3 separate regions of the Mus musculus genome follow, and all the other regions are linked to region 3. The links are chromatin contacts, called in public ChIA-PET and promoter capture Hi-C maps. All regions are on one chromosome and are shown on one strand. The core of a region is the stretch at or near the end of the contact, and the rest is flanking DNA. Distances in the headings are between cores, read along the strand shown.

The links. Promoter capture Hi-C pulls out the DNA fragments that hold promoters and counts their contacts. ChIA-PET counts read pairs in DNA pulled down with a chosen protein or histone mark.
Region 1: a promoter capture Hi-C map of pre-B cells shows a contact between it and region 3, with 4 times the contacts expected there. The contact joins the promoter of 4930407I02Rik here to the promoter of C2cd5 in region 3. A contact is called at or near these places in 5 of 39 promoter capture datasets (embryonic stem cells, liver, pre-B cells and 1 more).
Region 2: an RNA polymerase II ChIA-PET map of memory CD8 T cells shows a contact between it and region 3, with 62 read pairs. The contact joins the enhancer-like site here to the promoter of C2cd5 in region 3. A contact is called at or near these places in 2 of 39 promoter capture datasets (the HPC-7 cell line and pre-B cells), 1 of 484 Hi-C or Micro-C datasets (embryonic stem cells), 3 of 115 datasets of contacts at active chromatin or transcription factors (effector CD8 T cells, embryonic stem cells and memory CD8 T cells) and 1 of 9 other capture datasets (embryonic stem cells).

The regions. Positions count from the first base shown.
Region 1 is chr6:143,259,364-143,262,610 of GRCm38.p6, forward strand. It overlaps 4930407I02Rik (a long non-coding RNA gene), which reads right to left and starts at 1,264. Exons shown (of 3, transcript XR_869574.1): 1 at 969-1,264. The region is part of intron 3 of D6Ertd474e (DNA segment, Chr 6, ERATO Doi 474, expressed); the gene reads left to right.
Region 2 is chr6:142,866,399-142,869,360 of GRCm38.p6, forward strand. It overlaps St8sia1 (ST8 alpha-N-acetyl-neuraminide alpha-2,8-sialyltransferase 1), which reads right to left. Exons shown (of 5, transcript NM_011374.2): 4 at 1,456-1,548. Among named protein-coding and RNA genes, the nearest start is that of Gm7457, 54 kb to the left of the region's middle. Within about 2 kb of position 1,328, at least 160 of the 459 cell types and tissues checked have an H3K27ac peak or open chromatin away from gene starts, as enhancers often do. A contact at or near this core is called in the HPC-7 cell line, effector CD8 T cells and memory CD8 T cells, where this site is marked.
Region 3 is chr6:143,098,467-143,101,628 of GRCm38.p6, forward strand. C2cd5 (C2 calcium-dependent domain containing 5) reads right to left here and starts at 1,686. Exons shown (of 29, transcript NM_001362113.1): 1 at 1,467-1,686; 2 at 1,212-1,330. The coding sequence starts at 1,301.

The DNA.
Region 1 (3,247 bases), core at 14-2,513, 160 kb after region 3:
AAGTAAATGACATGGAACTATGACGGATTCTAAACCCAACTGGAAAATCGAGAAAGAGAACCAAGTGCCGTGCAGAATGACAACTTGACAATACCCCGGAGCAGCAGGCCACATCCTGACACAGTTACCCGTCCCTGTCCCTGTGCCGGGGGCGGGCATTGGTGTCTGGGCTCTCTGTTGGAACAGTGTGGCTTTGTGGCCCATTTTCCCACCCCTTTGTCCCTTACTTAGACTGGCTGGCTTTTGCGGCTCTTCGGCAGGATCCTAGCAGCCCCATACGGGGTAGACAGAACCTGGAGGTCGGCTGTGTTAATATGTCTTTCTAATTGAAGACGAGATTAAAAAAAAAAAAAGGAATTACTAATGCCAAAGCCATTTATGAAATTCTACAACAGGGAAAAGCCCCCGAAAAAGAAACAGATTCCTAAACCTAGGCGAGGTGTCAAAATTTAAGATTATTTTATCCTCCTGTATGCAGAGTCGCAGGAAAAAAAAAAACAACAAAAAAACAAAACAGCGGGCGGTCCAAGTACATCAATCAGAGGAGACAGCACATTCTAGACTGGGAATATAATTAAGTAGAAGATATAAAAATAGGATTTCCCAACCTGGCAAGTGGAAACATAAACCAACTGGCAGAGGAAGGGCGAGAGGAGGGTCCCACTCCCATGGAGTAACTATGGAGAAGGGAGAGCAAACAGGAAATAGACAGCAACCGGTGAAGGGGGAGAGGGCGGGAGGGAGCCGGGAAGCTATTAAGTGTGAGGGAGGGTGAATGTGCCAAGACCTGATTTTAGCCTCCAGTTAGCGAATTCGGGGGTGAAGATACTGTCACATTTTGTGAAATACTGATACACCATCCTGTGGAGAACTGATTTGATACATTTAGCCGCAAACTGAGTTAGTCTCTTTGCTCAACAGAAAACAAAGCGCAATTACATCTTGAAAACAAACATTTTTTACTTTACCGGCACCGTGGGTCAGGAATGGGAATAAGTCGCTTTCCAGTCAGAGGCAGGAGACCGCAATACAGGGCCTGCTTCTAAAGGCACCTGTGGTCCACACTGAGGAGCGCTTTACTGATGGGACTAATTGGATCGTGTTTCCTCCCTCCCTTACTCAAAACTCATTAGACAAAAGAATAAAGCTAGACACATGCCCTACCTTCCTTAAGAGGGGCCGCGAGAAAGTGAAAAAAAAAAAGCTGCTTAATAAAATATAACAAAATTGTTTCCCTTTTATTTCTCCACCATAACAAGTGCAGTTCTGGGAGGAGGGTGGGGGAAGACTTCTCTCAGCTGGGCTAGCGCTAAAGCGCCTTTTCTTATTCCTTACGCTCTACTTAAAAGCTATCAATTTAGACCTGTCCTATGTATTGCCCCGTGAATGGAACAAGGCTTTGCGGTCTTTAATTAAGGGTGAAAAACTCTTTGAACATCTCCGCGTTCCTGTGTTCATGTGTGGAAGGCCTGGTGTAACAAAAGAATTTAATCAAACTACAAGCCTAATAAAGACTACATTGCCTGAACTAAATGCTGAGATTGTGGTCGGAACTCTGAGTTTTACATTTAAAAAAGCGGGTCAGAGCGTTCATTCATCTTGATTAGCGATGCCAACCTAATTACTTCTGGAGGAAACAGTAATTAGCTGGAGTCTCACCTCATTAATCATGACATTCTTGTAGAAGACTATTTTTATCTGATAAATGCCTGGGATTGGAACAAGGTGTATATTTGAATTCTGGTTAATTGTACACAGCTTGCTGCATTGCATTTTGCGTTTTTAATCGTTTAACCACTTCCTTGCTGCGGGCCTCTGGAGGACCATGAGCTGCTGACTTCCATCCTTGTGGTGAATTTTTTTTTTTTTTTAAATCTGACTTAATGAGAGAGTTGGTTCTTGTTAGCAAACAGATCACAGGTTGTGTCCCAGGGACTTGGAGGACAGGATGAAAACAAAGCTAGGATGTGTAGATGAAGTCGCTCAGACTTGGTGGGACAGACACAGGGTTTCTGTGGATTGGATATGTAGATGAAGTCGTTCAGACTCGGTGGGACAGACACAGGGTTTCTGTGAAGGATTCAAGATGAATGAGGCCATTGTGTAACCCACGAAGCGGCTTGCATATGACCAGTTCTGACTACAGACTTGCAGCACACAGCAGGGAATCTTAATATGTTGAGTCGGCTCCTTTGAGCCTCTTACCTGGAGCTGACCCTAACACAGGGGTCATAGTTGGAAGGCAGCCTTGACTCAGTTGTATCTAGAGTCACTTTGCCTGCGGCCCCGTGGGTTCTAACTGCTTTACCCTGTACCAGAGTTTCTAGGACTAAGTAGTCACTCAGGTTAATAAATTGGTTGTTTCCTTCTGGCTCCTTTCTGGTTCACAACTCCTTCAGTAACTCTCTAAAGGAGCGCCAGTGAATACAGACAGAGCCCTCAAATCACGGCTTACAACCATGTAAGAGGTTTGCCTACAGCACATCCTGATGTCAGAGTGGGGGCTGCATGAGTCGCTCCTGCCCGGTGTCAGTCAGTTCCCTGAGCTTACATGGCTGGTACGGAAACAGACATCTAGAGTCTTCAGGGATGACTATCAGGCTCAAGAGACTGATGTATGATATAATGTTAATTGGACCCGGTGAGATGGCTTCGTGGATAAAGTCAGGCTTGATGACAGGACTTTAGTCGCTGGAACCGACTTAAAAGTGGGAGGGGAGAACTGACCCCGAGAAGTTCCCTTCTGAGGGTGTGGCAGAGAGACCTGCACAGAGCACGTGTACACATACCTCACACACGGTAATAGTGAATAGAGTGAAGTAATGCTAGTTAAAAGTGCAATGAAAATGGCTTTCTGTGTATGCAAAGACTGCTCACAAGGATTTTTCTGTGTTGTAAAGATGGTAGAAAGCCGGGCAGTGGTGGCAAACACCCTTAACCCCAACACTTGGAAGGCAGAAGCAGATGGATTTCTGAGTTCAAGGCCAGCCTGGTCTACAGAGTGAGTTCCAGGACAGCCAGAGCTATACAGAGAAACCCTGTCTTGAGAAACCACAGGAAAAAAAAAAGTCTACAGAACAGCAATATGCTAAGTGAAACAAACTACTCATTAAAAGGAAAAAAAAAGATGGTAGAAAGCAAAATAGTCATCCGAGTCACCCGCCAACTTAATTATGTATGATGTGAAATTATGCCCACAGGGACCAGGATGACTACAGTGGGTTTCATCTTGTCTCCTTGAAGGAGA
Region 2 (2,962 bases), core at 78-2,577, 230 kb before region 3:
AAGCATGTAAGAGACCCATCAGGAACCGAAAATCTACAATTTAACTCCTGCTAACAATACTAGGAAAACTGCTAACAATGAAGAAAATGACGGTATCTTAAAAATGATTTTGAAGGCTACATGAAGAAACAAGTTTGAAGCGCACTTGGTCAGACTCGAGGGGGTGCCTGTGTGCTCCCCTTCCTGTCAAATCCTGTGAGTTCACCTGGGCGCTTCCTCAACTAGAGACTGACCCCAATGCTTCCATCATGGCTGCCACGTTTTCTGGAATTAATGCAAAAGAGAATGACTGGCCCAGCTTGAGACCCATGCCATGACAGAGAACCTGACACTCCTGACAGCTTGGCACACCCTGACACTGCTAATGATGCTCTGTTATGCTTGCAGACAGCAGACTAGCATAACTGTCCTCTGAGAGGCTTCACCCAGAAACAGATGCAGAGACCCACAGCCAAACACTAAGCAGAGCTTGTAGAATCCTGTGGAAAAGGGGGAGGAAGGATTGAAGGAGCCAGAGGGGTCAAGGGCACCACAAGAAAATCTACAGAATCAACTAACCTGAGCCCATAGGGGCTCATAGAGACTGGTCTGTCAACCAGAGAGCATGCATGGGATGGACCTAGGCCCTCTGCACATATGTAACAGTCCTGCGGTTGGGTCTTCATGTGGGACTCCTAAAGCAGGAGCGGGGCTATCTCTGGCTACATTGCCTGCTTTTGGATCCCTTTCCCCTAACTGGGCTGTCCTCAATAGAAGAATATGTGCATAATACTCCTGCAACTTGATAGGCCAAGTGTGGTTGACATCCATGGGAGGCCTCTTCTTCTTCTCAAAGAAGGGGAGGGGGGAAAGTCAGGGAGAAGGGGAGGGAGAAGGAAGGGACAGGGAGGAGAAGAGGGATGGGAAGCTAAAATTAGAATGTGAATTAATTAATTAATATTTTTCAAAAAGGATTTTCCACCTGTCAAGGAAGGTCTGACAAAGCAGAACCAATCTATCATCACCACACATTCTTGTACATTCTGAAGACATTGCTGTCTTGATGCATGCGTGTGGTAAATTGGTCATTTCTTTGTTTTTGTTTCAACATGTCAGTTCACAGTGGCTGATCACAAAGTAGGACCAGTGCCAGCGCATGACATAGGAGTAGTAATGAGTGGGCAGGATGCTGTGCTGTGCTCTGAGCAAAATATTCAACCCCCTGTCATTCACGCCACTTCTAGCAGAGAGAAGCCAAACCGCAGAGGAAGCATGAAATACCTAGGATGAGGACGGATGCCTGTAATACTTGCCTGGTTTATTTACGATTCCCTCCTCCATCCTTCCTGCCTGTCCAGATGGCTTCCCTCTTTGTCTGCAGAGAGGCTGAAATATGCTCACTCCCTTTAAGATGCAAATGATGTCGCAAACCTCCCTCTTTGGTTCCCCCCACAAAGAGAAACCAGGGAGTCTTACCTCTGGCGAATTATGCTGGGGTTAGCTGTCACCAACTGAGTTTTGGAACCGACATCTCTGGTGTACTCACTTGACAAGGGAGGCAGGTTGCACCTAGAAAAGCAGAAAGGGATGTTTTAGAATGACTCACACACTTGTAAATCAAGTCTGTGATTAGAACACAAAGAGGGAAGTTGGCTCGATTGATTTACAAGTAACTGTTTTCTTTCCCTTTCCCTTTTCTTGCACTTTAGTGGACGAATTAGCCATTAGCATCATCAAATGTTGGGGGGGGGGTGGCTTGGTTGTTTGGTTTGGTGCTGTTTTTGTTTGTTCTTGGTTTTTTGGTGTGTGTGTGTGTGTGAGTGTGTGTATGTGTGTATGTAAGTGTGTGTATGTGTGTGTGTGTGTGTGTGAGAGTGTGTGTATATGTGTATGTAAGTGTGTGTATGTGTGTGTGTGTGTGAGAGTGTATGTGTGTATGTAAGTGTGTGTATATGTGTATGTAAGTGTGTGTGTGTGTGAGAGTGTGTGTATGTGTGTATGTAAGTGTGTGTATATGTGTATGTAAGTGTGTGTGAGTGTGTGTATGTGTGTATGTAAGTGTGTGTATATATGTATGTAAGTGTGTGTGTGAGAGTGTGTGTATGTGTGTATGTAAGTGTGTGTATATGTGTATGTAAGTGTGTGTGTGTGTGTGTGTGTGTGTTGTGTGCATGCACACTGTTTTAGAAGAAGTGACAGAAGTAGCTGATCTACCAAAAGAAAGGAATGTATCTGTTTTGTTGTTTTTAAAGTGTGGTGTCATACACCTGCAATCCTACAGTTGCGAGGTAGAGACAAGAGGGTAACGGTTCACACGCAACCTTAATTTCATAGTGAATTTGAGGTTATCCTGGGCTACATGAAACCTTGTGTCATAAATAAATAAGTAAGTAAATAAATAAGTAAATAAATAAATAAATAAATAAATAAATGTGTGCTTGAGAAATGGCTCAGCTCTTAGGAGTGTTAACTGCTCTTGCAACAGACCAGGACTCAGTACCCACGTGGCACCCCATAATATAAATATAAATCCAACTCCAGGACATCCAATGCCCTCTTCTGGTTTCTGCTGGCACCCATACACATGTGATGCTTATAAACTCACACAGACATATGCAAATTCACACAAAATAAATCTTTATAAGTAATGAAAAAAAAAAAAGAAACAGCACTTGAAGCGGCAGGACAGAGTATGTTAAATTTGACGTGAGGGCTCAGGAGGTAGAGGGCTTATGTCACTACCCACAAGCTCTACACATAAACACTGATGAATTATGCTGCTCACCCATGGTTTTCTTTATTTTCCAAATATTAACATTATAGCAGCACTTTCTGGGCCACGTATGTCAGCTAACCTAACTCATGAATATTTTGTGTATGTAGCCAAGGGATAGGTTGGTTAGGGTGATGACACAAGGGCTCATTACCCAACAAACTGTGAGAGCAGTGTGTGTGTGTGTACACTAGCACACATGTGCATGTA
Region 3 (3,162 bases), core at 436-2,935:
GGGCCTAGCAAACAACCATCATTCAAAAATAACATTCAGCACCTTGTCTAGAGAGGTGGGAAAGTTATAATAGAAGAGACTGCTGCTAGGCTGTGGAGATTTACAAGGTAGATCATCGAAGCACATTATTTCTGCCCCTAGGAATCCACTGCCTAACCTGTAAGATGAGGATATGGCTCCTAGTTAGCTTTGCTGTAAAAACTAAGGATTCAAAAGTACAAAACACAAATATCTCAATAATGAAGCTCAATACATATTAGATATTAATATCAGCTGTGTGGATTACTCTCCAGGCTGCCTGAAAGGCAGTACAACTTCAGTTATCATTAGATCTCTGTTGACATCTGGCCCAGGAGCAAACTGCTTTGGGTTTTGTTTTTTGTTTTTTGTTTTTTTTTTTGGGGGGGGGGGGTTAGTTTGGTTTGTGTTTGTTTGTTTCAATAAAAGATGAAGTTGAACTCAACAAATGCCATAAAAATAAATAAAATAAAAAATACAGTGAATTGCAGTTAATTAGGTTCTGGAACGTTTAAGAATATATTGAGTATAAGTATACTGTCATATGTCTTTGAACCCTAAGCATTAATAGCCCAAATGATTATTGCTCTAATGGTCTGCCTCATTATGTCAACTTTTATTACAATTTCTCCTTGGCTTCTTTCAGGTTGTGAGTTATTAACTTCCGGACAGTAGGCCTGTGCTAATTTGCATGACTTTTAAACTAATCATTAGACTTAAAGAGCAATTTTGCAATTGAAACCCATGGCACTTAATTGACTTCCTACCTCGAGGCAATAAATTACCCTGAAACAGCTCACCTCCCTACCAGTCTACACAAGGGCAGCTTTAGTGCTGCTGTTGTGTGTGACTTGCACTGATGATTCAGACGGTGTTGGGGTACGGGTTGGATGTAGTCGCACCGTGGGGCTGTGGGTGTCCCCAGAGGGCTGGCTGCGTGGACTTGCTGCAGCAATGGCCCTTAACCTCCTAACCGCAAACGAGGTCGTGGCGAGCGTCTCCGCTGCCACGCCTCGGACCGGCAGGTGGTCGGACCGACGCCCTGACCGCGAGCTTGGCAGCGGGACGTGTCCAGGACCGATGGCCACATCTCACGGGCTGGGGGCGGGCGGGCATCCCTCCACGGAGCCGGGGACCGCGGGAAGGGCAGGGCTCGGCGCCCCGTGCTCTGGGGGGCAGGACCAGGAACCAACCTCCACGAAGGCATCCGTCAGGTCACTGGCACGGTCCATCACCGGCAAATGGCGACCGGCCACAATTTTCACCTTCAGCTTCCCCGGCATCACGGCGGCTTCGGCCTCTCCTAGGATTCCTGCAGAAACAAACAAGCGAGTCTGCGCCGAGCGAGCGAGCGAGCGCGAGCCCGGGGGGGGGGGGCGCGGGGGCGCGCGGAGAGGCGTCGGGAGCGCGCGCCAACTGACAGCGGAGGGCGCGCGCGCCGCACTCACGCTCTGAGCAGGAACCGAGTCGTCCCGCGCGGCCACCGAGGCCTCATTCCGGAGAAGCAGCCGGAGGAAGGGCGCCGGCCAGCCGTGCTGCCCTACCCCTGACGTGCTGCAGAGAGCCGCCAAGTCCAGTCAGCATCCCGCAAAGCAGGCACCGCGCCCACCCACCTTTCTCCTCCCACCTTCCAAAAATGGCGGCTCGAGGGGCGGGAGCGATCGATCTCTCGGTGCTCTGCCCTGCGGCGGGGCCGATTTGAATTCGCGGGGCCATGGGAGAGGGGCGGGGCTGAGCTGGAGAGCAGGGGAACCGGTCGAGCCCTGCATCATCTACCCAGCCTCGGGTCGGTTAGGTGCAGGAGCCGTGCTGAGGACACGCTCCAGCGCTCTGGGCACCCGGCGCTGGTGACAACCCAGCCGCGCTTCATTTTGTTGGCCCTTGGACAGACTGCTGCTGCCAAGCATACTAGAGGAGTCTACTTTTAGTGTTTCCTGAGACGGCCACCAGGAAGGGGTACTGATGCGAGTAGTGGTTTTCTATGAATTTCAGTAAGAATCCTCTGGTTAGAGTCAGGTGTGGGGACGCACACCTGTCAACCCAGAACTTGGAAAGTGGAGGCAGGAGGATTGCATCGAGTTCTTAGCCAGCCTGGGCAACAGACGAAAAGTTTGGCTCAAAAAAGAAAAAAAAAAAAAAAAAAAAAAAAAAAAAAAAAAAAAAAAGGAAAAGGGACAAAAAATTACACACACGCATCTCAGCTAGTGAAAATAAATATTATTTCTTCAAAGACTTATTTCAGTCACAGGCAATTGTACTGTGTACTGGGTTATAGATGGCACTTCACACTTCCTTATGTCAGTGTGAACTTTGTGTGTCAGTGTGAACTTTCTTTTTTGAGGCAACATCTTGCCTGCTGGCCTCTCCTTGGTATGCAGCCCAGGCTGGCTTTGAATGTGGCAGTCTTCCTGGTGTATTGTCACAAGTGCTAAGGTGATGGGTTTGTGCCTGCACATCCAGCTCTCTAAGTATTAAGCATTCACACGCCTAAAGGAAAGGTCTACAGTGCTGGCTAAAAGTCAGCAAGAAACGAACCTCCAGCGGTACATGTAGTCAGTGTGAGAAATGAGCCCGAAGAAGACCTCACTAGGTCTCTGTAAATTGACCCCACTCTAGATACATCATGAGCCTGTCAAAGTGGGGTATTAGATACTGCTTCAGACTATCAGAAAATGATTGGGGTTGAAGCCCACACACAGGATGGAACAAGAGCACTTCCTACACTATGGCAAACCCAGCATTGGCAATACACTCTGTAGTAAATACTGAAATCAACACTGAAAATGCCAGTGGGAAAAAAATCACAGCACTGAATTTATCAGGAATGGAAAATTCCTAAATGAAGATATCAGCATGGTCTTTTTAACTTCAAAAATACTAAAACAGGATAGAAAAATTACTTGAAGTGGTAATGAACCAGAAACGCCCTTTCAAAAAGAGTCCTCCTGAGAAAGGAATTTTGCCCATGGGCAAAACTGAATTCTTCCAAAGAAAATGTCCTGCTCAAAAGAAGAAAAAGAATAAGTAAAAGATACATTGTTGCATACTGTTTGGACTAGAGAAATTTCCATCCTTGTCAGTAACAATAAGATCACAATCTCACATAATTTCCTTGGACCCACCTGTAGCTTTTTCCTAAGCACC